Linked DNA regions of Zea mays: region 2 is linked to region 1. Evidence: chromatin contacts called from public Hi-C data. All regions are on one chromosome and are shown on one strand. Each heading gives the region's core, a stretch centred on a gene start, on an enhancer-like site or on the middle of the called end of the contact. The rest is flanking DNA. Distances are from core to core; before and after follow the strand shown.

Evidence for each region. Hi-C and Micro-C count contacts between places; a contact is called where the count stands out from the background.
Region 2: a contact with region 1 is called in a Hi-C map of ear, with 2.9 times the contacts expected there. The contact joins the promoter of LOC100285077 here to the promoter of LOC542147 in region 1. A contact is called at or near these places in 2 of 25 Hi-C or Micro-C datasets (ear and tassel).

What each region holds. Positions count from the first base shown.
Region 1 is chr4:196,232,179-196,235,022 of Zm-B73-REFERENCE-NAM-5.0, forward strand. LOC542147 (narrow sheath 2) reads left to right here and starts at 1,396. Exons shown (of 2, transcript NM_001111772.1): 1 at 1,396-2,155; 2 at 2,281-2,843. The coding sequence starts at 1,739. The coding sequence ends at 2,661.
Region 2 is chr4:196,462,906-196,465,739 of Zm-B73-REFERENCE-NAM-5.0, forward strand. LOC100285077 reads right to left here and starts at 1,473. Exons shown (of 1, transcript NM_001165759.1): 1 at 58-1,473. The coding sequence starts at 1,451. The coding sequence ends at 525.

The sequences.
Region 1 (2,844 bases), core at 146-2,645:
TATGATATCATGACACGTGGACAAGTTTCAGGATTTTTTGACTTTGTTTGTGTTTTATACAATTTTTAAACATGTGTATGGCAAGTTCACGGCCATGTTTAGTGAGCATGTTGCTCGAAGTTTCCGGTCCGCTCCTGAAATCGGTCGTAACTAATGCTAAGTAACATGAATATTATTTTTGCATGCACGGTTTTCCAAGTTTCGAGTGACCTACAGTTCAAATCTAAATTTTCCGAAGAAATTCAAATAAACGAACTAAATCTACTAACGATTGAAAACTCTGTTAAAATTGTCCACAAATGATACATGTAGGTCTACATAGTGTAGAAACATACCACAAAAATTTCGAGAGACAAAATAAAAAAAATAAAAATATACTTTGCCGAGTGTCCAGGAATGACACTCGGCAAAGTATGCTTTGCCGAGTGCCTACTATGTGGCACTCGGTAGAGAATCTCTTTGCCGAGAGCCAACGGATGACACTCGGCAAAGACTAACGGCCGTCAGCTTTGGGACGGCCGCTGACGGCCGTTTGCCAAGAGCCCACTTTGCCGAGTGTTTGACACTCGGCAAAGTTGTCTTTGCCGAGTGCCGTTCTGTGCCGAGTGTTCAGCGCTCGGCAAAGTTGTCTTTGCCGAGTGCCTAACATTACCGAGTGCGGCACTCGGCAAAGCTTTCTTTGCCGAGTGCCCGACAAAAGGCACTCGGCAAAGAAGCCAACACTCGGCAAAGCCTCGGATTCCGGTAGTGAGATGGTCGTTTATCCAGTAATGTCATCTTCATATGATAGTGATGATGAGGAAGAAAAGGTGTCCGTGCTTGTTATTAGGGATTATCTTACAGCAGCACTGCCGCTATCATCCTCTATACACAGATATGTATTGCTCAGGCTGATCGAAATAATGTACAAATTGATGATGATAGTTGTGATAGTGTAACTCTTCTTTTCTCCTTACAAATTTATATTAACCTGCTGCTGTTAGTTCAAAAAAATTGAGTTAACTTTTTTTCACATATAGTGCTAGTAGGAGCTATAGCTAGCCAGCTTTTACTTGTGGCAGAGCATGTAATATATAACTCTGCGTGACCATCGCCAATTTATTTCCCATGGACAGTAGTAAGACTGTAGCTAGCACTGGTGCCGCGTTGGTCAAAGAGGATCACTGCAAGCTCTGGCCGTTTTGATGTACACCAATTTGTCTCTCACACGCTGCCTACCTTTTTTTTTTCTGGTCGGCCCAACTTCATTCATCTCTCGTTCATTACTGCATATGCATATATGCATTGTCGCTTTCACAGACGATCGACCATTGGATCGGCAGCTGCGCATGCATGCCTGGCCCTAGCAGCTAGCAGCTACCTCTATATAACGGGAGGATCTACTTCTATCTACCCAGCTTCCATCCCAGTCTAATCGTCCTCACCCTAGCAAATCCCAGAGACAGAGACTAGGAACCCACGGCATTTGGCTGCTGATCGATCGAGCTGTGTTTATGTGTGTGAGAGGTTGGCAGGTTGCCTGTTAGCTCATGATAGACTGCTGATTGATCGATGCATATATGATTTGCAGGTAGAAACAACTTCTTAGAACGCATATACGACACACACATATAGCTAGCTGTCGTTCTGCAGTCAGCGCACACACAGCTAAGCTTCCTACCTAGGATTGAGCTAGCTAGGCGTGTTGAATCCATCGTCAGTCGATCGATCCGATCTAGCATTAGCATTAGCATCCTCCATGCCGCAGACACCTTCGACCCGCTGGTGCCCGACGCCGGAGCAGCTGATGATCCTGGAGGAGATGTACCGGAGCGGCGTTAGGACGCCCAACGCGGCGGAGATCCAGCAGATCACGGCGCACCTGGCCTACTACGGCCGCATCGAGGGCAAGAACGTCTTCTACTGGTTCCAAAACCACAAGGCCCGTGAGCGCCAGCGGCTCCGCCGGCGCCTCTGCGCCCGGCACCAGCAGCAGTACGCGCAGCAGCAGCAGCAGGCCACCGCAGCAGCGCCGGCTTCGAGCCCTAACAGCAGCGCCACCCTTCTTGCACCTCCGGCAGCAGGCGGCAGCAGCGCCCCCTGTGTGCATCCGGCGGTGATGCAGCTGCACCATCACCACCACCCGTACGCAACCAGCTTCAGCATGCCCCATCTGGTATAGAATCACTAAATACAGAATCATATTAGTACCAATTTCAGTTAATTTTGTACCTTGTTAGTGCATGCATTCTTGATGTATCTATATATAAATGTGCATGTTCATCACTTGATTATTATTAGGGCTACTTGGGGCAGCAGGCGGCGACTGTTACGCCAGTGCTCAACCCAGCCGCTGCCGGCATGGTGGACCTTGCAGGAGCAGGAGCAGGAAATAGGGCTACTGGTGCAGGCGGTGCCTATGGCGGTGGAGCTGGGTTATACAACAGCTGCAGCAGCAATCAGCTGGAGGTGTGGGACGCCACAGAGGCGATGGATCACTGCAACGCCAGCTGCGGTGCGGCATCAGGCAGCTCTGACGAGGGTGGCGCAGCTCATCTGCAGCTGCCGGCATGCTGCCGCCGCCCTCTCAAGACATTGGACCTCTTCCCCACTAAGAGCACTGGACTCAAGGACGAGTGCAGCAGCTCCAAGTCGTCCTCTTGCTCCACATCCACTAACTAATTTAAGCATCGTCATTATTAAATCGCTTTAGTTTCTACATTGTTGGCTTCTGGTATTTCTTTGATTTGCTAGCTAGTAGATTCGGTCATCGTCTCAAGTGTGTCATTATATCGTTGCGTTGCGTTGTATTGTGTGTTGTTATAACTACGTTTAAGTTTCAGTACTTTATCTCAATTTATCTAT
Region 2 (2,834 bases), core at 223-2,722, 230 kb after region 1:
GAGTTAGTTCTCATTCACTAATCATACATACACACCAACTTTTAACGCAAACATACTACATAAACACAAGCGTACGTACAATTCAACAAGTCACAACATGCATACGTGTACAGATTATGGATGATACACATGGGTGGCCTCTTCATGCTTTTGGAAAGGCCATGTCGTCCCATAGTATACACACAGCACAAGCAAGCACAAGTGCACTGCACTGCACTGCACAACCTCACACACACAATTCTAACTGCGAGATCGACTGAAAATAACAAACCAAAAGATCGGGGCAACTACTACTACCTGGGATCTCAAGAACATGCATGCATGGTGGTAGCCTAATAACGCTGCTGCCACGCCACTTTATTATCTGTCCTTGATTTAGCTTAATCTCCTGACTAATAACCACAGTTAAAAATCTGCACTTTGTAAGCGCATAGCCCTGTTGTCGCCATCAGGTCCGTCCGTCCGTTACAGCTAGCAGACGGCACGAGCGGGGTAGGGTGGTGGGTGGACGCTGCCATGTGCCATCAGCAGCGCCGGTACTGGCACGACGGCGCAGGAGGAGGAGGAGCGGCGGCGAGCTGCGCGCAGACCTCGGCGAAGGCGGTGAGGATGGCGGCGTGGTGGCGCGGCGCGTTGAGGGCGAGCAGGCGGCGGAGCATGCCGCGGAGGCCGTCCCAGTCGCACAGCCCCGTCTCCAGCACCATCTGCACCATGCTGTCGCGGAAGTCCGCGCGCGGGTCCGACGACTCCTTCTCCACCGCCACGCCCACGCCCACGCCGTCCTCCGCCGCCCTCCTCCTCATCTTCTTCTTCTTATTATTATGGCCGACTGCCGACGGCGCCGCGCGAGCTGGTGACGCCTGCTCCTGCTGCTGCTGCTTGTGGAGCGACGACGACGCTGGGTCTTGGTACTGTTGCATGGGGGCGGTGGGTCCAGCTCCGTACACGACGACGCGCGACGGGTGGCAGTGGTAGTAGTAGCAGCAGTCGGAGGAGGAGTAGGCCGCCGACGACGCCGCGTAGCCGCCCGTGCTGCGCGTGGCGGCCGACGACGAGGAGGAGTACGAGGAGAAGGAAGCCGTGGTAGAGGTGGAGGCGCAGGAGTAATGCTCACCGACGGCGGCGGCGCCGCCACCACTCCTCCTCCTTGTCGTCGTCGTCGCGGCAGCTTTGCTATTACCACCCCCACCCAACAGCTGGCTGCAGGGCTTGAGGAAGGACGGCAGGCGGAGCAGCCTCGACGTCGTCGGGCGGCACCCGCCGCACCCCGCGTCGGCCACCGGGGCGTACCGGCGCCGCCCCACCGGGAACTGCCTCCCGCCGCCTCGCTCTCTCGGTGTTGACGACGACATCGCCGGCGCCCGCCCGTGATGTGCTCTAGCTTCTGTGTGATGTGTCTGCTGGTAATTGCTTGCACGCTGCCCTGGTGCGTGGTGCATGCCTGCTTGCATATAATGCAACTATGCAAGTGTGTGGAATGTGGATGATGTATGACGGAAAGAAGCAGAGGAGGTGTGTGTATATATATATACTAGGTGGATGCCCGTGCGTTGCAACGGAAACATATCGTCAGTACAGGGAATATATTCTGGTGTACAATTTTCACTAAAATTCAAAATCAACGGACGGCTGGAACTGGAAGCCAGGTGTAGAGGACAACAGTGCGCGCCGTGCGCGGATGCCGGACCACAAACTTGCGACATCATATTCAGAAATAGCATCAAATGATATACAGTAGTTGTTATAAACATCCATCCTCAAACTTGCGACAACTTAACAGAAGCGACAAGGGTTTACACGCCTGATAAAATAACATCTCGATCTACATCAAGCCACCACTATTGATTTTATTGGCGGCGTTTATGTACTCGAATGATTTTATTGGTGTTTATGTACTCGAACAAACCAAATGTAGACATCGAACTACAACAAATGAGATAACAAAATTGTCCACCACCATAGCAACGGGTCCAACTGATTACCTCAAGCATACATTACGCATCCAACCCCGATAGCACAGAACCACGATCACCAATTCACCATAGAAGAAACATTTGCACAAGAGACGAACGGCAACGGAGCTGGATGCCTGGACAGCAGAGAACACGGAGGCAACCGCGCCTACAGGATTTGCAGCACCCCGGTCCAGACAGGGTAGATGAAGAGCAGGAGGATGCCAATGGAGTTGGACACGCCATTGCCCTTCCTGAAGGCGTTCCTGAGTCCATAAACACATGAACAAAAGGGATCAAAGACTACTGGTGCCTTCATCTTGACAACGAGCCATAACCCAAGTGGTCTTAAGGAGGCACCGATTTTACTGATTGAAAAGTTTGTAAACTATATGAACATTTTTGAACTAAACACAAAATCACGTCTACTGATAAAGCAACACAATATAAATCTGCTCAAAGGCTGCGAAATGGTGAACTCAAAATGTCAAGGAATCCACCTTCGCAAGCTTGATCTTTTCCTGGAATTCGTGGAGGCGGGTGCTGAGGCAACCGAAGCGGTTGATGTTCTGCTGGTCTTCCAATGTTACCCGCGTCCCGTGTCGTTGCATGCGGAGTGGAACCAATCCCCCAGCCTTCTTATTGCCCGCACACAAACACCCAGCATTCTTATCGCCTGCAGTTACAGATCATAACAAAAATGGCTGTTGCCAATGGAGTAAGACATGTTTGGGTTGGATAAAACAGTCTCATGTCCATTTCAAGCTGCAAGATGAATGCAATAGGCGTATGCAAATTGAAGCAACTCTTCTCATGACAGAGGGTATGCATTCCTAGTTGCAAGAAGAAATGAAAACATTGACACAAGATTTTGACAGATCA